Linked DNA regions of Salmo salar: region 1 is linked to region 2. A link is a contact called in public Hi-C data. All regions are on one chromosome and are shown on one strand. Each heading gives the region's core, a stretch centred on a gene start, on an enhancer-like site or on the middle of the called end of the contact. The rest is flanking DNA. Distances are from core to core; before and after follow the strand shown.

Region 1 (5,312 bases), core at 1,890-4,389, 150 kb before region 2:
GATGTACTGGGCCGTACGCACTACCTTCTGTAGCGCCTTACGGTTGCATGCCAAGCAGTTGCCATACCAGACGGTGATGCAACCGGTCAGGATGTTCTCGATGGTGCAGCTGTAGAACTTTTTGAGGATCTGGGGACCCATGACAAATCTTTTCAGTCTCCTGAGGGGGAAAAGGTGTTGTTGTGCCCTCTTCACAACTGTCTTGGTGTGTTTGGACCATGATAGTTTGTTGATGATGTGGACACCAAGGAACTTGAAACTACGCTCCACTGGAGCCCCGTCATTAATGGGGCCTGTTCAGCCCTTCTTTTCCTGTCGTCCACGATCAGCTCCTTTGTCTTGCTCACATTGAGGGAGAGCTTGTCCTGGCACCAGACTGCCTGGTCTCTGACCTCCTCCTTTGTAGGCTGTCTCATCGTTGTCGGTGATCAGGCCTACCACTGTTGTGTCATCAGCTAACTTAATTATGGTGTTGGAGTTGTGCTTGGCCACGCAGTCATGGATGAACAGGGAGAAAAGGAGGGGACTAAGCATGCACCCCGGAGGTGCCCCAGTGTTTTAGGATCAGCGTGGCATATGTGTTGTTGCCTACCCTTACCACCTGGGGGCAGCCCGTCAGGAAGTCCAGGATCCAGTTGCAGAGGGAGGTGTTTAGTCCCAGGGTCCTTAGCTTAGGGATGAGCTTTGTGGGTACTTTGGTGTTGAACGCTGAGCTGTAGTCAATGAACAGCATTCTCACATACATGTTCCTTTTGTCCAGGTGGGAAAGGGCAGTGTGGAGTGCGATTGAGATTGCATCATCTGTGGATCTGTTGGTGTGGTATGTGAATTGGAGTGCGTCTAGGGTTTTCGGGATGATGGTGTTGATGTGAGTCATGACCAGGCATTCAAAGCACTTCATGGCTACAGACGTGAGTTTTACAGGGTGGTAGTCATTTAGGCAGGTTACCTTCACTTTCTTGGGCACAGGGACTATGGTGGTCTGCTTGAAACATGTAGGTATTACAGACTCGGTCAGGGAGAGGTTAAAATGTCAGTGAAGACACTTGCCAGTGATTCCGCGCACGCTCTGAGTACATGTCCTGGTAATCCGTCTGGCCCCACGGCCTTGTGAATGTTGACTTATTTAAAGGTCTTGCTCACATTGGCTACAGAGAGCATGATCACCCAGTCGTCCGGTACAACTGGTGCTCTCATCCATGCTTCAGTGTCGCTTGCCTCGCATTTAGCTCATCCGGTAGGCTTGCGTCACTGGGCAGCTCGCGGCTGGGTTTCCCTTTGTAGGCCGTAATAGTTTGCAAGCCGTGCCACATCAGACGAGCATCAGAGCCGGTGTAGTAGGATTCAATCTTAGTCCTGTATTGATGCTTTGCCTGTTTGATGGTTCGTCTGAGGGCATAGCGGGATTTCTTATATGCATCTGGATTAGTGTCCCGCTCCTTGAAAGCGGCAGCTTTAACCTTTAGCTCGGTGCAGATGTTGCCTGTAATCCATGGCTTCTGGTTGGGATATGTACTTAAGGTCACTGTGGGGATGATGTCGTCAATGCACTTATTGATGAAGCCGGTGACTGAGGTGGTATACTCCTCAATGCCATTGGATGAATCCCTGAACATAGCAAAACAGTCCTGTAGCGTAGCATATTACCTCAATTACCTCGACTAATTACCCCTGCACATTGACACGGTACCGGTACCCCCTGTATATAGCCTCGTATTGTTATTTTATTGTGTTAGTTTTTTTCTTACTTTAGCTTAAAAAAAAAGTGCAAATATATTCTTACTTACTTTAATTTTAAAAAATCAGCATTGTTGGTTAAGGGGCTTGTAAGCATTTCACGGTAAGGTTGTATTCGGCGCAAATACATTGAATTTTTTTTACATAAAGATTTGTTTTTCACTTCACATAAGCAGTTTATAAAGATGAGCTACTCCTTTAATTACACAATGAACTTTACCCTAGTTGACCCAAGATCGGAACACATTTCCTGGGCTTTGTGTCCAACTGAAATAGCAGGAACACCAGCTTGTTCTCTGTGATTGGTTACAGGTCACTTTTGCTGACAGTCTTCATGTTCACATAATTTAATTGGTTCCAACCACGGGCGGTCTCGTTTAGACCCGCCTTCTTTCTTTCAATGGAATAACTCTAAAATCTTCCCGACCTTTCGTGCGTTACCGTTCTCCTGCAGCAGGATAGTATGCTGGCAGTACGATCGCGGGTTTTCTTTTTCAAAGTAACAGTTCCCCTGCAAAGACATAATAAACTTCGATTTTTCTTTAACACTAGTGCAGTACAACTGTTTTTCACAGCATTGCAACCCACTCTGAAAAAAATGATTGATAATTTGACGTATTTTATTTGTAATATTGGATTATTTATACCAGTATGTTGAAAGCTATTGTGTAGGCTATATATATTTAAAGAAATACACTTTTAATAAAATACAAACATATCTTATTGGAAATCCTCAATAGAGTCCGCAAAACTTTAATTGGTCTTGTGCTGGGCAACTGGTTTAATACAGAGTACTGGTGACTCCTTACTCCACCCACTCATTTCACTGCAAAGCAATACACGGTATATGGGATACTTATTGGCTTGTAGAGAGAAAACTTGTCTGCCTGTCTCAACTAAAGTGGGGTGGGAAATACTCAGTAGGGTCTCTACTAACCAAACATGTGTGGTTTTTCAGGGCGATTGTTGCTGGCTGAGAATGAAGTCCTGCTGGGTATGTTCAACACAGTCCAACTCCAAAACAAACCATAATATTTGCTTAGTAGAGACCCTACTGAGTATTTCCCACCCCACTTTACCTGAAACAGGTAGAAAATGTATCTATGAGCCAATATGTAACCCATGTACAGTCTATTACAGTGTCTTGCATTGGGGGCTATTGGGGAGGGACACATACCAGTGTCAATGTTGCCTTTTGTTCATTATTGGTCTAAATATAAATAATTTTAAAACATATTTGGGATATGTTTTCATAAATTACTCATTGCATTTTCTTGTTGTCACAATAGAAGTGGCTATTGATTACAATTCAATCTGTTTTGAATGAGTTATTCACATTGCAACGTTTTGAAATACGTGCTTTTATTTTAAAGGTTTTATAATTACCATACCGAAGTGACGTTATCATTTGTGCTGCTAGCAGAATACTGTCTGCTGCCTCTTGGGTGAAAGCTCTTTGTGGTGACTGGGTAGCTAGCTACTGTACATTGCTGAACCGAAGAATCGCTAACAATGTCGCGGGTTCTTGTTGGAGTTAAACGTGTAATTGACTATGCTGTCAAGGTAGCTACTTCCCCACTGTCTTGTATTTAAAAGCAATTCAACATTTCACCTGCAGAATTTCCATTCGAGACTTCCTATGGCAGCTAGCTAACCACTAGCTAACGTTAGGTGGATGGATGAAGGGTTAGTTTAGCAAGCTAGCGTCCATTGTTTGAATGTCAAGTCTTCAACTAACAACCATAACTGCAAGGAAAATACCAAGGTCATTACAGGGTTATCTAGGTAACAGTTAAGGTTAATTTGTCTAGCGTGCTACTTCTAGAATTGGTAAAACGATAAATGACTGTCAAAATTAAAAAAGAAAGCTAACAATACATTGTCACTGTGTTGTTACAATGTATTGCTGCTGATTTTATTGCACATGTTAAGCTACATGTATAATCCTCATTCAGGCTTCATCACAATGATTTAAAAACATATAATCAACTAGGTGTCACAGCATCAAAACAGTTAGATAGTAGGCTATCACTATCCAAGCCACCCCTATCAGATAGTTCCAAGGTAATATATGTTTTGTTGTTGTAAAGGAACCCTAGCACCATATCTATTACCAGTTATTTCATACTACAGTCTGAGCACTCTTGCTTCAGCTGCACCCAACTAGATCTGTGTGGCCGTCTCTCGATGCACTCAGTTAAGCTATGTTTGTACCCTTCCCCGTCCCATATGCTGCCCCAACTCATCAGACAGAGGCAGGGAGGTGTGTGTGTGTATGAGAGAGACACACACACACACAGTCTTTGCCAGTCATGTATTATGAGGTGACTCATGTATATGGGATGGACTTATTGACAGAATTTTGGCGTTTTAAAAGGTTTATTTACAATGGCTTGTTCAATACTATTGGGTTAGTGGTAGGCTTTCAAAAGTGTTCCAGAATTGGTTTGACTGCCTCACAAATTCAATTGGAAAGCTCAGAGCACACCTACATTGGGCCCACAGCAACTATTTCCAAGTGCCCAGACTGCACAGTGTCCCCACACTCAACTCTGGCACATTGACTTCATGTCTCCAGCCTCTGTCTTTGTCTGTCTCTCTCTGACCCTTCTGAGTGACTATCCAGTAGTCACTTATGTTCAGTAGGGCAACGCTCTATGAAACTGAATTAGCATTCTTATTGGAGTTCAGGTAGTCCCACCGTTTTTCAGTCAGTTTTTTCCTGTTTGGTGCCTAATGAAGACTTCCCTGCCTTCTCCCTTAGATCCGCGTGAAGCCCGATCACAGCGGGGTGGTGACAGATGGCGTCAAGCACTCAATGAACCCCTTCTGTGAGATCGCTGTGGAGGAGGCCGTCAAACTCAAGGAGAAAAAGTTCATCAAAGAGGTGGTGGCCGTCAGCTGTGGGCCCGCGCAAGTAACGGTAAGAGTGACGTGGTGCTCTGGCCTGGCGATGTCATTTTGAAGACGGGCGGATTCAACGATGCAAAACATTTTCCTTATTCTACATGACATTATACATATCAGTTCTACTCAATTCATTTCTATCTTTACGTTTCTATCCGAACGTTCTGTAGCATTAGGCTACATCCTTAACAGGCCTTCAATAGCTGACATTTGGAGGGAAGCTTTGGATCATGTTTTTTCATTAGGATAGCTGTCATGAGTATGTTTTCATTCTATTGTAAGAAGGATTCTGCAGTTGGTCACCTCCAACTTGACTGTGCTAATGATTGTATTATTCTGTCATTGTTCTCAGGTGGTGTTCTTATATAATTTTGAGAACCCTACCGCTCAAGCGTTTGTATTGTGTGTGTGTGTGTGTGTGTGTGTAGGAGACCATCCGTACTGCACTGGCCATGGGGTGTGACCGCGGCATCCACGTGGAGGTCTCAGGAAAAGACTACGAGGCCATGGGACCCCTGCAGATCTCCAAAATCTTTGCTGCCCTGGCCAAGAAGGAGGAGGCCTCACTCGTCATCCTGGGCAAACAGGTCATCCGATGTAATAGATTGTACCACTGCCACACCAATGCCAGTTGACTTTGAAATCGAACCTCATCATCTCATGTAATG
Region 2 (5,496 bases), core at 2,106-4,605:
TACAAACACATACTGTACACACACACAGTACTCTGACTGTTGCCAGCCATGGCCTTTTTGCATACCAGGAAAACCTAACTCCTCTATTTGCATTTGAAATCACTGTGGGCCAAGTTTCCAATGCAAGAGTCCTAAACTCGTCATCGCCGTGCCTTTGTGTGCTTGTTTCTCTGACTTCTATCTACCGCTTTATTTATCTGGTATCATCCTGTTATTCTCTCACCCTTCTTTATATAGTACCATATTGTAATGTTCTGCATACATCACCATAATCGGCTTAGCCTTAGCTTTCCTCTTAGCTGTGTATCTAGCATAGCAGCATACTACATACATTTTTGTCCCACGGCCCATTGACTAGTCTCTACCTGGGAGACAGGTTTGGGGAGATGGGAGTGTCTGGCTCTGACTCAACCATGTCTCTTTTTCTGAACCTGCCTGAGCATTTCATAATAATGGTGTACTGTGAGCTCATACATCTCAAAGGTTCTATACCCTTCTGTATGTAAATATTTGAGTATGGTTACTTGAGCAGTTCATGCCTTTGATGCTGTGACAAAAGTGACAGCTTGGTTTGGATTAGAGGTCGACCGATTAATCGGAATGGCCGATTTAATTAGGGCCGATTTCAAGTTTTCATAACAATCGGCAATAGGTATTTTTGGATGCCGATTTGGACAATTTTTATTTTATTTTATGTATTTATTTTTTTACAATATTTTTTTACCCCTTTATTTAACTAGGCAAGTCAGTTAAGAACACATTCTTATTTTCAATGACGGCCTAGGAACGGTGGGTTAACTGCCTTGTTCAGCGGCAGAACGACAGATTTTTATCTTGTCAGCTCAGGGATTCAATCTTGCAACCTTACGGTTAACTAGTCCAACGCTCTAACCACCTGCTTTACATTGCACTCCATGAGGAGCCTGCCTGTTACGCGAATGCAGTAAGAAGCCAAGGTAAGTTGCTAGCTAGCATTAAACTTATCTTATAAAAAAACTATCAATCATAATCACTAGTTAACTACACATGGTTGATGATATTACTAGTTTATCTAGCCTGTCCTGTGTTGCATATAATCACTTAGGTACACGTTGCTCCAACGTGTACCAAACCATAAACCTCAGAGCAACGTGTACCAAACCATAAACCTCAATGCCTTTCTTAAAGTCAATACACAAGTATATATTTTTAAACCTGCATATTTAGTTAATATTGCCTGCGAACATTAATTTATTTTAACTAGGGAATGTGTGTCACTTCTCTTGCAACAGAGTCAGGGTATATGCAGCAGTTTGGGCCGCCTGGCTCGTTGCAAACTGTGAAGACTGTTTCTTCCTAACAAAGACAGCCAACTTCGCCAAACGGGGGATGATTTAACAAAAGCGCATTTGCGAAAAAAGCACAATCGTTGCACGACTGTACCTAACCATAAACATCAATGCCTTTCTTAAAATCAATACACAGAAGTATATATTTTAAACCTGCATATTTAGCTAAAAGAAATCCAGGTTAGCAGGCAATATTAACCAGGGGAAATTGTGTCACTTCTCTTGCGTTCATTGCACGCAGAGTCAGGGTATATGCAACAGTTTGGGCTGCCTGGCTCGTTGCGAACTAATTTGCCAGAATTTTACATAATTATGACATAACATTGAAGGTTGTGCAATGTAACAGGAACATTTAGACTTATGGATGCCACCCGTTAGATAAAATACGCAACGGTTCCGTATTTCACTGAAAGAATAAACGTGATAGTTTCCGGATTCGACCATATTAATGACCCAAGGCTCGTATTTCTGTGTGTTATTATGTTATAGTTAAGTGAATGATTTGATAGAGCAGTCTGAGCGATGGTAGGCACCAGCAGGCTTGTAAGCATTCATTCAAACAGCACTTTCGTGCGTTTTGCCAGCAGCTCTTCGCTGTGCTTCAAGCATTGCGCTGTTTATGACTTCAAGCCTATCAACCCCCAAGATGAGGCTGGTGTAACCCATGTGAAATGGCTAGCTAGTTAGCGGGGTGCGCGTTAATAGAGTTTCAAACGTCACTCGCTCTGAGACTTGGAGTAGTTGTTCCCCTTCCTCTACATGGGTAACGCTGCTTCGAGGGTGGCTGTTGTCGATGTGTTCCTGGTTCGAGCCCAGGTAGGAGCGAGGAGAGGGACGGAAGCTATACTGTTACACTGGCAATACTAAAGTGCCTATAAGAACATCCAATAGTCAAAGGTATATGAAATACAAATGGTACAGAGAGAAATAGTCCTATAATTCCTATAATAACTACAACTTAAAACGTCTTAGCTGGGAATATTGAAGACTCATGTTAAAAGGAACCACCAGCTTTCATATGTTCTCATGTTCTGAGCAAGGAACTTAAACGTTAGCTTTCTTACATGGCACATATTGCACTTTTACTTTCTTCTCCAACACTTTGTTTTTGCATTATTTAAACCAAATTGAACATGTTTCATTATTTATTTGAGGCTAAATTGATTTTATTGATGTATTATATTAAGTTAAAATAAGTGTTCATTGAGTATTGTTGTAATTGTCATTATTACAATTTTTTTTTTTAAATAGTCCGATTAATCGGTATCGGCTTTTTTGGTCCTCCAATAATCGCTATCGGTATCGGCGTTGAAAAAGCATAATCGTCCGACCTCTAGTTTGGATTGCATTGAAAGACACCTGGCACACCCATGTGTGAAATGACTGACATTTTTGGTTTCTAATGTAACCTTTGGATGGAAATAGAGATGATGTATTCAAAGTGAAAAAAAGAACTAGAAGTCTGAAGAAAAGATTACATTGTGTTGTTGTCACATACATGTTCACACCACTTCATCTGCCAGCTGTCGGTCACCGCTGGAGACAAACAGAACATCCGCATTAGGCAACTCTTCTCTCATCTACCTACTGACAGACACGCCTGCATTCATTGTTTTGAAATGCACAGGGTGTAACCAGTGTTGCCATCACACCTAAGCTATGTTTTATTGTTTTATTTTAAACCTTTTTTTACATAAGCAAAAACATACACAGACAAAAACAATTGGCACAGTTTCGCCTGTGGGAAAAAATACCTATTCTTTGACATTGTTGTGCTTTTTTTCAAGTCCGCAGCTGTTCTTTCACCCAGTCTGTACCCTGCCCCTTCCATCTGCTCTCTCTTTTACCCCTTTCACTCTTTCTTTGCCCACTCACGCACTACTACCCACCCTGACTGCAGGCATTCTCTCTCACCCTGTCCACATGCCCCTGTTTAGGGGAAGACTGAGGGAATAACCTATCAGCTCAGTGAGACAGAACTGTTAAGGGGGCAGGGGCCGATAAAGGCCATTGGATATAGTAAAGAGAGTGGAGAGATTTACGTGGCAGCTATTGACGCTTTCCAATGGCCCTTGGCTTTGACAGCGACACAAGACCACCCGCGAGGTGTGTTGTTGGCAGGGTGCCAAGCCAAACTGCTTTTGCGTTAGCCTATAGCGAGCCTATAACGAGGGCATTACAAAGTCATGTCGTCGCGGGAAATCCCAGAATAGAGTTCTCATTTCGGTGCGGAGCCCCCTCACAAATAGACCACAGAAACCGTATAGTCAGTGACGCGCTCAGTCGCGTTTTCACACTAACTTTGTGTCTGTCAGTGTGTCCGCCTCACATGCATTCCGTTTCACATGTTGACGACGACAGCTCACTGTGATCTGTCATTTATACTGGGATTGATATGAAAGGATTGAATCAAACCAGAAAGAGAGAGGAGAACATAGACACCAAAGGTCTTCAGATGGGATATGACAGCCAACAGAAACTCTGAAAGTTCTCTGGATATAGTTGAAATGATTGAAAGCGAAAGCGCGCTCCCCGTCTAAACCCATCACTTCGTTATTTAGTCACTCTGTTTTTACTAGCGTCTATTTTCTTCAAATTCAAGAACAACAATATACATTCCCCACAACAAGAACACTTTTGAAGAGAAAGCAACATATTCTCAGGTAAGGCATGAGTTCTTTGTTTCTGTTCTGGGTCGCTGTAGTTTGATACATTGTAGCTGGTGAATGATCGCGATTTGATAACACTAGGATTCTTATTATTCCACAGTAGCTACCTACAGTGTTAATTATCTACTGAAAGTGGTCGTCTGTTTATAAATGGACTTCATTGGTGTCATGAGAAGGGATGATGTCACTTTGAACTTGACATAGCATGTAAATAAATGGAACACAGAATCTCTATTATGTTTACAGAAAGCCAGTAGGCTACTGTAGGCTACTTTCTAAACTATTTATATAAATAAAATATAGGCCTATGCCATTTATATAAATGGACTATATTAAATAATACAGCTATCATTAGTCTATTAGTTCACACTAAGCCAAAAAGCCTACTTTTAAAAAAACTATGCAAATTGTGTACATACCATAAGTTAAAGAACAACTCTTTGGGGGGTTTATTCGTTTTTAAAATGTCAGAATGCCTGGTTTTATGATGACCAACATCCAGATTCTATGACAACCTTGTATTTGATTACCCAGTATTTGGGACTTTGCGCTTGAGCATAAGTAGTTAGATGGGCTGAAAATGTCCCCAGGCCTATAGCTTTTCAATGTGTCATTTTCACTGTGAAACGATGAGAGGACCATATCTGGTTTTCATTCAGACATGTTTTTCTTAATGTCCCAAACCTCCTTTCCCAGGGCATTGTTTTCCTCAGTTTATGTGAACTCACATTTTGTTTACCCGACTCTTCTGATATCTGTTGTTTATCATTGTTTATCATTTCCACCGGCGCATAGTGTAAACAAAGGGGGGAGTATAGGATGACGCTGACATAGGTGGAGAGAAAAGATTGCCTGGGAGGGTTGCCGTCAGGGGAGTCCAGAGCACATATCTATCTTCTGTCTTCAATCTCTCCTTGTATCTTTTTCTCGCACGCCCTTTTTTTTGGCTGCACTTGTACGAACAGCTCTATAGCTGGGACCTAGCCTGTCATTAATGGGTCGTTATTTCGCTGACCTCAGAACGGAGGGATTTGCTCAGCCCAGTGGAATCTCTGCTAATGTTGTTGAACTAGCAAATATTCAAAGTCTGTGTAATTAGTGGTGTCTTCGGACCATTCCAGTCCGTTTTGCAGTGTTGTAATATGCACAAGTCACGTTTGCATGAATTATTCTATTCATGCAGTGGTATCATAGTGTGATAATCTACTTTATTGGAGAAACAATTAGGCCTATAGGGTAACTTACTTGCTAATGAACTTACAGGAAATACAACGAATCATCTTCCCTAACAATCAATGATCCTAGCTTGTATTTTAATCTTCAACCCTTTGGTCCCCTATAAACAAAAACAATTTTTATTCCCCAACAGAAGCCAGTTGGCCCAGCTACAGTATCATTCTAGGAGTCTAACAATAGGCCTATCTGCCCTCACACCTAGATGACAGTTAGTCATGATATCTCACCTCTCATCTGACAGACAGACAGACACCACACAGAGC

Evidence for each region. Hi-C and Micro-C count contacts between places; a contact is called where the count stands out from the background.
Region 1: a contact with region 2 is called in a Hi-C map of gill, with 2.8 times the contacts expected there. The contact joins the promoter of LOC106582677 here to the promoter of LOC106582601 in region 2. A contact is called at or near these places in 2 of 3 Hi-C or Micro-C datasets (blood and gill).

What each region holds. Positions count from the first base shown.
Region 1 is chrssa02:38,518,148-38,523,459 of Ssal_v3.1, reverse strand. It overlaps LOC106582677 (electron transfer flavoprotein subunit beta), which reads left to right and starts at 3,139. Exons shown (of 7, transcript XM_014165976.2): 1 at 3,139-3,300; 2 at 4,502-4,660; 3 at 5,073-5,231. The coding sequence starts at 3,250.
Region 2 is chrssa02:38,370,170-38,375,665 of Ssal_v3.1, reverse strand. It overlaps LOC106582601 (pleckstrin homology-like domain family B member 3), which reads left to right and starts at 3,355. Exons shown (of 15, transcript XM_014165836.2): 1 at 3,355-3,991.